Linked DNA regions of Mus musculus: region 2 is linked to region 1. A link is a contact called in public HiChIP or PLAC-seq data. All regions are on one chromosome and are shown on one strand. Each heading gives the region's core, a stretch centred on a gene start, on an enhancer-like site or on the middle of the called end of the contact. The rest is flanking DNA. Distances are from core to core; before and after follow the strand shown. Region 1 holds the start of Rmnd5b (required for meiotic nuclear division 5 homolog B). Region 2 holds the start of Maml1 (mastermind like transcriptional coactivator 1).

Region 1 (7,383 bases), core at 1,590-4,089:
GCCTCCCCAGTGGTTTGCGTTACAGGAAGTTGTTTTGTTTTTTGCTTTTTTAATGGGCGGCAGAAATTGAACTCAGGTCCTCAAGCTTGCATGACATTTTAGCAACTGAAGTGTCTCCCTAGTTTCGTTTTATTCTTCTTTTTAAATTAAAAAAAAAAATCCTAGGAAACTGGTCCAAAAGAAAGGAGATACTAAAGAAACAGCTTTTGGTTATTCCACTTAAAGCAAGTTCCTCCAACAAAAACCAAAAGTCCAGTCTGAACGAGGGACGAGCAACAGAATCAAACGAATTGGAAAACTCGGGCACAGGAAAAGTGCAGAATAATTCAGAACACGAGGCCCGCCACGCCTCAACAAGGGTTCAAAAGCCTAAATGTAAGCCGCTCCAGGTTCTGGTAGAAGCCGGCTTTGTTCACACCCTGCTTGATGGTGAGGCAGGGTGGGAGAGGAAGTGGGAAAGCCTGGGGCTTTCTAGAAAGCTTGTGAGGTCCTGCCGGCTGGGGTTCGGGTTCTTCAGCTCTGGCTTTTCGCCCTAAGCAGAGCTCATTCAACTCCTCGCCCCCGCGACTTCCGCGTAGGGCTGGGACCACCCAAGCTCTGAGACACCGCCAGGCATCTCCAGGATGCTGGGGTCACGATGCCCCTGCGGGCTAACTTCCCTCTTTGCACCGCCCTCTTCCCTGCTGTGTTTCAGCAGGTTGTGAGCCACAGCTTCCTCTTTTATTAAGCAGAGAATGTTGGTCAGCTCCCAGCATCTCTGTGGCTCACTATGTTCCAGTAGCGATGAAGACAAAGTCCTGAGCCCAATGGAGCTTTTATTCTAAAAGTTGGGGAGGCGGAGATAGGGGCAAGAAAGCAAAATCAACACATAAACACATGATTTCAAGCCAAGGCTGTAAAGAAAACAAAGCTAGATTGTGCAAGGTGGAGGAGGCGGAAAGAGGAGCATGTAATGGCTGTAGGAAAACCTGCAGTAAAAAAGAAGCTGGGGGCTGGAGAGGTGGCTCAGCGGTTAAGAGCACCAACTGTTCTTCCAGAGGTCCTGAGTTCAATTTCCAGCAACCACATGGTGGCTCACAACCATCTGTAATGGGATCTGATGCCCTCTTCTGGTGTGTCTGAAGACATCAACAGTGTACTCATAAAAACAAAAAACAAACAAACAAACAAACAAACAAAAAACCCTGCCTAGCTGGCGTGGTGGCGCACGCCTTTAATCCCAGCACTTGGGAGGCAGAGGCAGGCAGATTTCTGAATTCGAGGCCAGCCTGGTCTACAGAGTGAGTTGCAGGACAGCCAGGGCTACACAGAGAAATCCTGTCTTGAAAAGCCAGAAAAAGAAAGGAAAAAAACGGGGGCGGGGAGAGGGGAGTGCATGAGTTGCTGGAGGACCCCAGGTGATGGTGCACACACCTGTAATCTCAGTACACAGAAGGTAGAAAGAGGTCCTTCGTGATGTAAGGAGTTCAAGGCCAGTCCTGGGTAGGTATCAAAGACCCTTTCTCAAAAGATTCTCTCTCTTTCTTTCTCTCTTTCTTTCTCTCTTTCTTTCTCTTTCTTTCTTTCTTTCTTTCTTTCTTTCTTTCTTTCTTTCTTTCTTTCTTTCGACAGGGTTTCTCTGTGCAGTCCTGGCTGTCCTGGAATTCACTCTGTAGACCAGGCTGGCCTCGAACTAAAAAATCCGCCTGTCTCTGCCTCCCAAGTGCTAGGATTACAGGCATGTGCCACCACTGCCCGGTTCTTTCTTCTTTTCTTTTCTTTTTTTTTTTTTTTTTCCTGGTCTCAAACTCAGATCTGCCTGCCTTTGCCTCCGCAGTGCTGGAATTAAAAGTGTGTGCCATTACACCCGGCTCCTTCATTCTTTTTAGTTAGGGCATGTATACAACCCCTATTTCATTTTGCCCCTAAAGAGGGGCTATTTACAGAGAGCAGCTGGGCTGGGGGCTATGGATGCATAGGGTTAGGTGAGCCCGTAAGAACAAAAACCGAACTCTTAAAAATTGTGTGTGTGTGATGTGAACGTGGGTGTGCTTGCCTGTACAAGTGTGTGAGGGCCAGAGAAGGATTTGGGGAGTCTCGCTCCAACACTCTCCACTTTATTCTCTTGATCCTAGAGCTCTGCTTTTTAGCTACATTAGCTGGCAGGCAAACACAAGAATCCTTAAGTCTCTGCTAACCCCACTCCTGCAATTACAGGCCCGCGCCAGTAGGTGCGAGCCAGCTTTCTAACAGTACCTGGGATCTCAACTCAGCCCCTCACACTTGTTTTGCAAGCACTTTCCCTGTTACCTCAGACTCTTCCTTTAACATTATTTGCTAGTTCAAAATGCATCGCAGGAAATACTTAATCACTGGACCACATACATGTAATGGTCTCTTAAAATGTTCATTTTTCGGGTGCTGGGGGTGGACCAAGGGACCTGCGTGTACTTTAACCCTCCCCCTGTCCTCCCCCTCTCTCTGTCGTAGCTCAGGCTGGCCTAACTCACTTTGTATCCCTGGATCTCTGATCTTCTTATAATTATAAGATTATAGGCGGGTACCACAATACCCAGCTTTGTTTATTTTCTGAGCCAGAGTGTCGCTTTGTAGTCTAGACTGGCCTGGAACTCCCGGCGCTCGTCCTGCCTCCGTGTCCCCTATCCCAGCCTGGACATTTAAGACCTAGTTTACTGTGGTTGGGGGCCCGGATTAGGCAGGTGCGCCAGCTAATACTTCCGGTAGAAACTCGTGACAACCCGTCGGTGGTTCTGACGCGCGGAAACCCAGGTTTGCTCCGGATCGCAGAGGCCAGGCGTCCCGGCACTGCGCAGGCGCTAACTGTTGCCTGGCTCCGGCGAACGATTCATTCGGCATTCCTTGCAAAGCCGCGGGCGAGACACACTGTCTCCCCACGCTCCGCGACACCACGCATGGGCGAGCCCGGACCCACCCGAGAGGCAACCGCCGCGCCTTCCGGTTCCGATGACAGCGGCGCCGGAAGCGGGCTGAGCTGCAAGACTAGGTGACAGCCTGCCGGCTCCCGGTCCCGGGGTGCGGGGCGCCCCGACCAAAGCCTGGAGCAGTCGTCGGCCACACCCTCCAAGGGCTGGTGGAGTCGCCCGGACTCCGACGTCCCGTCCTAGTGCACCTGACTGAGTCAGAGGTAAGCAGCCAGTGGGTGGCGGGGTTCCGGCAGGGCACTGCAGGAGGGTCTCTGGGAGGATAAGTAGGAGTTTGTCAGTCTTTGCACTACTATGCGGGTCAAGTCGGGGTCGTGGCATGCCCCTAGGGTAAATGGTGGGCTTTCCTGTCCTTTCAGTTTTAGGTGAAGAAGTGACAATGTGAAACTTTCTAGTATTTGTAGGGATATGATTTGTTTGAGTGTAAAATACAGGGCATTCGATACTGTGGTTTGAAAAGATGACACGTGTGTGGAGACCTAGATAAGGAGCCAGCCATGGGAAGATGTGAGAGAGTGTTCCGAGAAGAGGATAGAGGCAGAAATAAACTGGATGTACCCTGGAACAGAAAGGCTGGTGGTGGTAGAGTGTGGCAAGTGATGGGGAGAGTCATTGGAGTGAGCATCACCAGGGAGTTTGTTTGGATAGAACTTTTGTTTTTCTTTTGTTTGTTTGTTTGTTGTCTTTGAGACAGGGTCTCTTATAGCCTAGGCTGCCCTGGAGCTTTCTAAGTAGACCAGGCTGGCCTTGAACTCACAAAGATGCATCTGCTTCTGCCTCCCATGTGTTGGGGGGTGGGGTGGGTTAAAGTCCTGCACCACCATACCCAACCTCAGATTTATTTATTTTCTTTTATAATGATGACGATGATGACAACGACGATGACGACAGCATTTCTCTACATAGCCTTGGCTGTCTTGGAATTCACTGTGTAGACCAGGCCAGTCTGAAGTCAGACAGATCTGCCTGCCTCTGCATCCTTAGTTCTGGGATTAAAGGTGTGAGTCACCACACCCAACAGATATTTTTTTTAAACTTCTTATTTCTAGGTGTATGGGGACCTTTTGCCTTCATGTGTGTCTGTGCACCACGAGATGCAGTGGATGAAGAGGGCTTCAGGGTCTCTAGAACTGGACTTACAGGAAGTTGTGACTGCCATGTGGGTGCTGAGAACAGAATCTGGGCTATTTGCAAGAGCAGCAAGTCCTCCTTAAACACCGAGCCATCTCTCCAGCCCCTCTAGTGTGAAGTTTTAACATTTCCTTCATATCTCTTTCTATCCACTGGAAGCTTTTGATTCAGGCCTTCTTAGCCAAAGGCTAGGAAATGGAGGTATTGTTTAATCAGTTAGGCCTACTCAGCCCCGTGATGGGCTAGGTCCTGCAGGGAGGGAGGGGACAAGACCAGTCTCCAGGCTTTGTTTAGCTGCTAGTCCAGTTGAGACACATCTGAAGAAGCAGTCAGGAGGATGTGGAAGTGTGTGGAACCGACACATCAGATTTGTGATGCAGAAAAGAAGGGTGCACAAGGAAGATAGAGCCGTGAGAAGAGGCCTGAGCTGGAGCCCAGGAAGCCATATAAAATGGTGGATGTGACCAGGGACGTAGCACATGCCTTTAGTTCAGCAGGTGGAGCTTTGTAAATTCAAGGTCAGCCTGGATTTCAGAGAGAGAGGTGATTGGTGACCTTTTGGGAGCCTGGGTTTAACTTGAGTTGGCAGAGGTGTGAAGAGGGTGCTTATGGGAGTGAGTGGGTGTAATGAAATAAAGAAGAGAAGCAGGGCTTTGGGTGTAACACCCTCTGTGGCTCCGCACTTGTCCAGCATGTGTGGGGGCTTGGCCCTGAAAAATCAATAGATTAATTAAAAATGAATGCATTCCTGATGATATGTAATTCCAGCTACTCGGAAGGCTAATGCAGAAGGATTCCAAGTTCAAGGTCAGTCTGAGATACAGAATGAGCTCAAGGGCAGTCTGGTCAGTCTAGGGAGTTCTTGACTCAACACAAAAAGCTGAGGTTGGAACAGGGTGGTGGCACACGCCTTTAATCCCAGCCCTCAGAAGACAGGGGCAGGCGGATCTCTGAGTTCCAGGTCAGCCTGGTCTACAGAGAGAGAGAGAGAGAGATCTGAAAACAAACAAGTGCACAGTAGACTGGGGTGCAGCTCAGTCGGGGTGGGGGTTCCTGGGGGAGGGCATGCTTGGTGTTGAGGCCAGCATGAACCCATTTCAAAACAACAAAATAGCATCATCAAGATGTCTCAGTGAGTACAGATATTTGTTACATAGTCCTGGTGACCTGAGTTCAATCCCTGGAACCCACATAAAGGTGGAAAGAGAGAACTGACTGCACAAAGTTGTCTGAATGTGGCTTCTGCCCAGATCAGAAGCACGAATACATCCGTTTTTAAAAAGCAGAACAAAGCCGGGCGTGGTGGCGCACGCCTTTAATCCCAGCACTTGGGAGGCAGAGGCAGGTGGATTTCTGAGTTGAAGGCCAACCTGGTCTACAAAGTGAGTTCCAGGACAGCCAGGGCTACACAGAGAAACCCTGTCTCGAAAAACCAAAAAAAAAAAAGCAGAACAAAAAGTTGTCTACTGGACATGTACAGAGACTCTTTTTTTTCTTTTCACTTTTTCCTTCCTTCCTTCCTTCCTTCCTTCCTTCCTTCCTTCCTTCCTTCCTTCCTGTCTTCTTCTTCTTCTTCTTCTTTTGTTTTGTTTTTTTTGAGACAGGGTTTCTCTGCGTAGCCCTGGCTGTCCTGGAACTCACTTTGTAGACCTGGCTGGCCTCGAACTCAGAAATCAGCCTGCCTCTGCTTCCCAAGTGCTGGGATTAAAGGTGTGTGCCACTACCACCGGGCAGGATACAGTTTCTTCTTATGTAGCCCAGGCTAGCCAGGAACTAAAAGTGGTCGGTCTGCCTCTTCCTCCCAACCACTAAACTGGAAGGTATAGGCCACCACACCCGGCTTTCCTCTGCTTTAAAAATGACGTCTTTACTTACTGGGGGTGGGCCTCACTGCCATGGCATGCACTGAGCAGTCAGAACAGCTCCGTGAGGCCTCCCTCCTTCTACCTGTTGTTCCCATGATCATTTTCAGATCACCAGGCTGGGTGGCAAGCGTTACCCACTGAGCACTGGCCTGGCTCATCCTCAACTTTGTTCATAGTTTCAAGGCCTCCCTCTGATAGTCCTGGTATCAGTTGGTATCTGGCAAAGCCAGTCATTTTGACCACGATGAGGTCCTGTCCTTGAGCCATGTTAATCTTTGAAAAACTGTAACTCTGTTAACCAGACTCTTGGCCGTCATATTTTTCTTGCCATCTTACCTAGCTGGTGGTTTGTGCTTGCTCCAGTTACCTTCCTGTTGTCATAGCTGAGAGACCCTATGAGTTCACCCCAGTGGTTCTCACACACAGCTGTCTTTTCCTGCTGGGACAGCAGCCAGCTCTGTTGGTCCTGTTGTGCAAAGTACTTGAGGAGAAGACCTCAGCCTAGAACCAGACACCAGGCTTCCTCAGTCCCCACTCCTCCGCTCCCCCGCTGAGTGGCCCTGGGGTGTTTATTTTATCTTTCCCTGGTCTCATTTTCTCAGCTGCATAGTGGGTCTAATAACTGTACCTACCTCATAGTGTTGTGAGAAGTGAGTGATTTAATGGGTGAAGTCACTGGAGCAGAGCCTAGCACATAATGAGCCTCTGGGGAATGTTAGCTATTACCAAGCCAAACAACTATATCATTTTAAGTGGGAGTCCCTGTTACATTTTATCCATAATATAACTGTAGAGTCTGACTTTGGGGGGTCTGATTTCTCTGGCCAGTGTGATCACAAGTTTTAGTGTGTCAGATGGTATCAGCCAGGGCCCAGCACTGTTTCCTTGTCATTTGTCACCATCTGGGAAGGAGATGATGACTAAAGTAGGCTTGAACTGGGAAAGCCAAGATGGGTGGTGCCTGTGGGACTAGGAGGGTACAGGAAGTGGGAAGATCCCAGGGTCACCATGGACACTGGCTTCCTGTGATGCCACTTTTGAGAGAACTGGCTTCAATGATCCCTTTAGAGGGACACATAACTCAGTTCTATTTCTAGTCCTGTGTGCGGGTACAGAAGCTCTACTCTGTTGCTGGCATTCTGGGGAGTATCTGTATACTCCATGTTGCAGGCTACTCAAAAAGGGGGCAGCAGAGTGGAGGGGAAGAGCCCGCAGTGAGGCGTTCACTTTAGGCTGGGTGCTGGCTCAGTGTTGCTAGCTATACAAGCATAAGGACCTGAGTCTGAATTTCCAGAACTCACGTAAAGCCAAGCATGGTAGAGGACAGCTAGTCCCAGCGTTCGCTCAGTCCTATGGTGAGATGGGAGGCAGAGTCAGGACCATTGCTGGACGCTCCCGAGCCTAGGGTAGATTGGAATATACAGTAGTGAACAAGAAAATGACCT
Region 2 (7,383 bases), core at 2,397-4,896, 1.3 Mb after region 1:
TTTTTTTTCCTTTTCCTTTTTTTTTTTTTTTTAGATACAATGATAGAATTTTTGCCAGTTTAAAATCTTGGCTTAATTTAATATATTCATTTGTTCATGCAGAAATAACACCAACATTAGGAATGCTAGGGAGAATGAATTGCCGTTTTTATAATAACTTTTTTAAGTTTGGTATTAAAGCATTCATGTGTCTGTCCTAAAATTGTAATCACGTTCAAGTGCAGTTATTTGTGGTTATAAATCTTGTTTTGTGTGCTTCCATTAGTTAATTCCTCTTAAAGACACAAGAGCGATTGGATGGAAGCCCAAATTTATATCAAAGTTCCCTTTACATTGTATTGAATAGACCCAAAAAGAACTAAAAGGAGACTTTGACTTGGTCATTTCACATCAGATCATAAAGTGCAGTGTTCTGTTGCCCTAGAGACTGCTCCATTCACAAGCACCTTTGAAGAGGGAAGGAGCTGGCTTCATGTAGCAGTTCATACTGTACTTCCCACATAGGAGGTCTGACAGCTCGGGTCCTCTGGAGCACAAGGCTTTTTAAGGAATGCTGGTGGTGCCTGGGTAGATAATTACATCACTTGTTCCACTGTGTTGACACTGTTTTCCTCATGGATCTCCTCCATTCCTAGCTTTCTCTGCTATGCATTTTCTTCACAGCGCAGCTTGCGGTCCGTTGCTGAAAATTATAAGCTCTGCATAGTGTTGGCTTTACTGTGATGACATGTTTCTTCTTTTTTAGCTGGCCCACACCTTTCTAGGGTCCAACTACAGGATAGATTACAGACTTTCCATTAGTGTCTATTTCTTTTACTCTGTGTAGACTTTAGAAAGTCTAATCAATCCAGAGATGGGCCAATTCAGAATTGACTATAATTGAACACCTGCTAAAAGTATTTATGGGAGGATTGACACACAGCATGAGTTATTTGACTTTTGTAGGATATTTAAAATCTTCATTTGCAGTTCATGTAACAGTTGTGTCTTAAAATTCACATAATAAAGCAGTCCTGTTCAAAAAAAAAATTTTTTTTTTGTGGCTTGTAGAATTTTTTAAAAGTGTATTTAGGGCTTTTTGTTTTTTGTTTGTTTTTTTGTTTTGTTTTTCATGTGGAATGCAGATGGGTGCTAGAGGAGCCTCTCCCACATCACTATAGTGTAATATTATTACACCACACTGAAATGTATTCAGAAACAGATGTTTCAATTTCATTCTTTCTCCAGAGGTGGTCCAGTTGTACCAATGATACTATTCCTTGCACTGAATATATATAAACACTCTTCAGTGTTTATATTGGGGAAATACTGGGAAAGAAATATATTTGTTAAGGATGAAGGCTGTATCTGTTGTCTTTATAAACACTGGTTCATTTCTTTTGAGGGTGGAATGCATTTTTCTTCCTGTTCAGTGCTTTATCACCATCTGTTGTTTGTGGTCACAGTGACCATAGCTATGTAGCGGACGTTTCCAAATGTATAGAGTGAAATAAACAGTTACTAGCAAGAAATGAATACATGTCTGCAGGTTTCTCCTTGAAGCAAACATGGGGATGATTGCTTTTCTAGAAATCGGTTTATCTGTTTCATCATTCTACATTGACATTGTTTTGTGCCTACTTTATATTCACCCAGGCTGTACAATGACAGGTTTATTTATGTCACTGGTGGTGGTCATTGCCTTTTTGGGTCCCTCTTCCTCCCTCAAGGTTCCATTGAAGCTCCAGCCTCCTTAAATACCTGACTCGTTAGTAAATGATCAGCAGTCTTCAGCTCTTAAAAAAAGCGTAGAGGGCAGGTATTGTAGCTGAGTAGGTAGAACTGCTAAGCGTGTGCAAGGTTCCGTGGGTCTGATTCCTGGCACTGAATTAAGATAGATAAAGGCCCTTATATTCTGATTTTCTATGCTGGACTCCTTGTTGTAAAATGTCCATGCCAGTAGTACTCTTCTATTGTCCACTTTTCAGATTGTCACACTGCTAAATGACATTATATTAAAGCCCGTGTTAAATATCTGTATCATAACACTGAATGTTTTTACTGTTTGAATAATGGTTAATTTAGTCTTTTCTCATAGGAGACCTTAATTTAGTTTTGTATTTAAGTGATGGTTTAGTCATTACCATTGTGTAAAATGGACCTCAGCCCAAAAACTTTTTCATTGCTGGCATTTGAACCAGTGCTCTACCACTGAGCTACACCCTGTCCTCCTAGATACTATTCTTTAGGATATATATATATATCTTTTAACAGCTTTTATTAGAAAAAAAGTTTCTCAGGCTTCATATTTGAGGATATTGGAAGTCATGCCCAGGATATTTTGTGTTTTAGGTTGCGTCCTGAATCCATACACTATAGAGTTTTGAAGATAACCTTGCACTTCTAACTGGGCGTAATGGTGTGATCAGAAGCAGAGGCAGGCCAGCCTCAGACAATATATTTGAGGGCAATCTGGGGTACCTGACACTACAGTTTAATGGTGGGCTGGAGAGTTGGCTCAGCAGCTAAGTACCCCACTGCTCTGCCAGAGGTCCTGAATTCCCAGCAACCACATGGTGGCTCATAATCATCAGTAATGGGATCCGATGCCCTCTTCTAGTGTGTATGTGAAGACAGCTGCAGCGTACTCATGAGGTCCTGGGTTCAGTCCTTCATCACTGCATACAAAAGCTGCTGGTTTCACTTGAGTGCTGATTGTAATGCTTGGCACTGGGAAGAAGCAGTGCTCACTTATCTTTGCCACTCCCGCCACCAAAAACTTAGAATTCCTTTTTCTTATTTTAACTCCATGTGTATAAAAACACTTGGCTGTTAGCTTTTTTTCTTTGTGATTTTAAAAATAAAACTTTAATGAACTCTAGTAAGAGGTTAAAGGGTGACATGTTTGAGTGGCTCGTGAGGTCTTCTATTGCAAAGCCTCCCAGCATCTCCTATGGCAGTTTGGGTGTCAGTAACCATCCAGAACATTTTTTGGTCCTTTCCTGGCTTTTTACCTTCGCTCACTTGCTTGCTAGTGGCATCACTGGAACCCAGTGCTTTGGATTGGATTTTGAGTGACTCAATTTTATATATCAGTCGGTTTTTAAGTGTATGCCCCTGTAGATCTAAATAACTCCAGTCCCCAGTATTGAGGCTCTTTCCCACCCTCACCCCTCCAAGTAATGAGCTATTGCTCACAGTACCAGTCAGTGATAACTATCTCTACTAGGTCGCTCAAGCTCAAAACAATTCTGATCAATTACGTGGCTGTATGTAAAGAATGAGGTCGGAAATGGCTGACCTCGAAATAGTGTGGGTGGACTAAAAAGATAGACAGCTTTGGACATCTGGGTCTTAAGGCTTCCACCTCACTCAGACTTAACCCGCGTTCCTCACGAACCCGGAAGGGACTGCTTTCAGGGGGCGGTGTTCAGAAAACGTGGCTCTTCTTGGATAGGTTCCCGTCAGTCACAGTTCACTCTCCCGCACTGAGCCCGCCTCGGGCTTCCCTCCTCGCCAGAGTGTTCAGTTTAAATACCCGAAAATTCCTGACGTGCTTGTCCCCCACGCCCTCGGGCAGCGGGTTTCCTTTGATTGGCTAGAGCTTCGGTCCATCAGCAGTGACGCAGAGTTCGCCGGCCCAGGCCCCGCCCTCTTCCGAAAGCCCCGAAAACAATTTTAAGATGGCGGCGGCAGCGGCGCGGAAAACAATGGGGCAGGGGTATAGCGGACAGGCCGAAGCCTGAGGCGGGCGGTGTTCCCCGGCCTGGAATCGGGCCGAGCGGGGCCGGAGGAAGACCCGCCGCCGCGCCCGAGCCCGCTCCACAGCCCGGCCGGACATGGCGCGGGCGTGAGGCGGATCCGGGCCGTCAGAAGCGGAGGAACCCGAAGTGGCAGCCGGCGCCGGGAGGCCCGGGCCCGGCCAGTGCCGCCCGCGGCCCATGGTGCTACCCACCTGCCCCATGGCGGAGTTCGCGCTGCCGCGGCACAGCGCGGTCATGGAGCGCCTCCGCCGGCGCATCGAACTGTGCCGGCGCCACCACAGCACCTGTGAGGCCCGCTACGAGGCTGTGTCTCCCGAGCGCCTGGAGCTCGAGCGCCAGCACACCTTTGCCCTGCACCAGCGCTGCATCCAGGCCAAGGCCAAGCGCGCCGGCAAGCACCGGCAGCCGCCGGCCGCCGCCACGGCCCCGGTTGCCGCTCCGGCCCCCGCCTCGGCCCCGGCGGCCGCGCGCCTGGACGCAGCGGACGGCCCGGAGCACGGCCGCCCGGTCGCGGTGAGTAAGGCTGGCGCCTGCCACAGCAATACTCACTCCCGAAAACGCCTCTTCCGGCGCGGATCGGGCCTTGGGGAAACTTTCCCGAGCGCCCCCATTTCTTAGTCTGGGTCCTGGGAGGTGGCTAACATGGCAGGGCGCTTGTCATCTTCCAGAAGTGGCACTGCGGTGTACTTTGGGAAAACGTCCCCTTGAGGACTTGAGTGAAATCGGGGCTGGAAAAGCAGGAGGTTAGTTGCTGGTAGGCTTTTCTCCTAAACTTAATTTCCAATTGATGAGAACTTCGTCTTGGAGCAGACCCGCGTTGGAGTTGCCTAGGATGTAGGGCGTTCTTGCACCGTAGGCCTGGCCTCGCTTAGTCTGCAGATGTTGATTGGATCTTTGCTTCGTGGAGGTTAGTTAGGGCTTTAATATGGAAATAAGTCTCCCTTCAGTTGACAGTATCCCGCGGTTTCGGAATGGAAAATTGAAAAGTCTTTGGAAGCTTCGGTAAACGGAGTTGCTTAAAAGGCATTCGTTTTCCCCCAACCCCCGCAAAAGGGAACTTTGGAATTTGTGAACGCCTGATTCCTGCTATATTATTGACAGTTCCAAAATTAACCTACTAAGCCTGTTAAAAACCTCTGATAATATTAATAGTTGTTGAACGGGGGAAATGACGTTACTTGTTGGTCAGCTGTGCCCTTTGGTTTTTAGTAGCTAATCCCGAGATTTATTGGTTAGAAGTTTTGCCTCCCTGAAACTGATTTATAAACCGGAAACCTGTGTGGAGGGGCGGGGGAGGGGAATGGGTGTTACAAAATTCTTGGTAGTTTAAAAGTAAAATTTTACAACACTTAAGTTGTTTGGTAATTCTAATTTATGTCTTCATTGTCTCTCACTTGGGCCGTTGTTAAAACTCTTCCCTAACTGGTGGTTAGTCTTTCAGTCACTTAATACCCTTCCTCTTGAAATGTTAGAAACCCTTCTGTTGCTGGAGGGAATTAGGTTTAATCTTCGGTTGGCTTTCGGAGCCAGCCGGAGCTAGCCTGTCTTTTCATGTGCCCCACAGGGCTATTGCTTTCCTTCCTTCCCACACTATCCCCGCTGCGAGACCACACGGCAGAACACACCGGTTCTGACCCAGCTGCTCGAGTCTTCTCATCCTCACTTTCCCGCCTGTAAATCGAGGGTATGTTGTGCGCCTTACAAGGTTTCTTGAAGCAATCAAATGAGTATGAGGTTAGGTGTGGTTGATTCCTGCCCAGAGGTAGGAAGGAGGAAAGAAGAAATGACAGTGGATGTGATGTGAACAAATTTCTCAAACTAAACGGCTGCTTGCAGGATCTTTCTCAACATTTTCAGAATCCTGCCGTCCTTCCAGCCACAGCCTACCTTCATCTGCAGTTAGTGAAAAACCAGCCCACAGCAGAATCTCCTCTCTCAATACAGTTATGAAGTATATGTATATGTGTGTGTGTATGTATGTATGTGTACATGTTTCTGGTTTGGTTTGGTTTTACTTCTTTTTTGTTTTTTGGTTTTTTTTTTTCAAGACAGAGTTTCACTGTACTCTCTCTCTGGAACTCACTCTGTAACCTCAGACTCAGAGAGATCCACCTGCCTCTGCCTCTGGAGGGCTGGAATTAAAGGGGTACACCACCACTGCCCAACTTACACCCTTTGTTTTTAGCACATAGTCACATATTACTTCAACCATACTGTGTCTTGCCAAGTAGACTGTAAGCTTTGGAGCCTGAAAAGGCTTGGGCTAAGTCCCATTCATATTTTAGGCCATCCATATACTTGTTGAGTGATTGATAACCAACTTGGGTGTGCTTTACCCAAAATGACTTTAACTAACATCTTTCTTGAAAGATCTCCACCTTTCCCCCAGTCCCTGTTGGGGGATTGAGCCTAAGACATTGTAATTATTGGTTGTCTTAGTTGGAATTTCTATTGCTATGAAGAGACACCATGACCACAGCAGCTTTTCTAAAGGAAAACATTTGATTGAGACTGTTTTATAGTTCAGAGGTTTAGTCCATTTTCACAGCGGGAAGCATGATGGCATGCAGGCAGAGCTGGTGCCGGAGAGGAGGCTGAGAGTTCTACATCTAGATGTACAGGCAGCACAAAGATATGGTGACACTGGGCCTGGCTTGAGCATCTGAAACCTCAAAAGTCCACCCACCATTACATACTTCCTCCAGCAAGACCACACCTCCCAGTAATGCTGCTCCCTGTGAGCCATTTTCATTCAAGCCACCACACTGAGTACTGTTTAGCCACCAAACTACACTGCTAACCCTAAGGAAAGACCTTTGAGGGCAGTAGGTCGCCATCCCAACTGAAGTTGATTATGAAAGCTCATAAGAAAAACTTACTTGTACAAACTGTCCTTCAACATCTTCCAGAAAGAATATTAATAGTGCTTGAATTTCTGTTTAAAATTATGATAAAACTTATAGGATTTACCTAATTTTATAATTTTTAATTTCTGACTCATTAGAGAAAAATTGAGTTCTCATCTAGTGTTTAAAAAAGAAATGTTAGCACTTGAATCCAGCAGGTTGTACATGTGTATGATCCCAGCATCTGAAGCAGAGACAGAAGGATAACTGTAAGTTCAAAGCCAGTCTGGTATATGTAGCTAAGCTAGGTGGGGCTATTTAGGGAGAACATATCTTAAAGGAAGGGGGGGGGGGAGGGGAGATGGCTCAGCAGTTAAGATCACTTGGTGCTCTCATAGAGGAGCCGGCTTGGTTCACAGCATCCTCTTGGCAGCTAACCATCTGTAACTCCAGTTTGAGATCCTGGAGGTCCAATGCCTTCTCCTGGCCTGTGAGTACACTTGGCACATACGTGACGGACTGACAGACATTTAGGTACAACACTCAAAAAAATAAAAATAAAAACTTTTATTTATTTATTTTTGGTGGGCACACCATGTTTGTGTGTGTGTGTCGTCCTGGCTGTTCTGGAACTTGCTCTGTAGACCAGGCTGGCCTCAAATTCAGAGATCCGCTTGTTCCTCCTTCCCAAGTGCTGAGATTAAAGATGAACACCACCAAGCTTAGCTTTAAAAAGCGACTTGAGTCTGACTTGTCAGTAAGTCCTTTGAATGTGAAACCCTGAGCAGATAGAT

The links. HiChIP or PLAC-seq counts read pairs in DNA pulled down with a chosen protein or histone mark.
Region 2: an H3K4me3 HiChIP or PLAC-seq map of bone marrow-derived macrophages shows a contact between it and region 1, with 5 times the contacts expected there. The contact joins the promoter of Maml1 here to the promoter of Rmnd5b in region 1. A contact is called at or near these places in 2 of 39 promoter capture datasets (liver and pre-B cells), 1 of 484 Hi-C or Micro-C datasets (B cells), 1 of 115 datasets of contacts at active chromatin or transcription factors (bone marrow-derived macrophages) and 1 of 9 other capture datasets (liver).

The regions. Positions count from the first base shown.
Region 1 is chr11:51,631,352-51,638,734 of GRCm38.p6, reverse strand. It overlaps Rmnd5b (required for meiotic nuclear division 5 homolog B), which reads left to right and starts at 2,839. Exons shown (of 10, transcript NM_025346.1): 1 at 2,839-3,145.
Region 2 is chr11:50,288,599-50,295,981 of GRCm38.p6, reverse strand. Maml1 (mastermind like transcriptional coactivator 1) reads left to right here and starts at 3,646. Exons shown (of 5, transcript NM_175334.3): 1 at 3,646-4,256. The coding sequence starts at 3,921. Canx (calnexin) reads left to right here. Exons shown (of 15, transcript NM_007597.3): 15 at 1-2,025.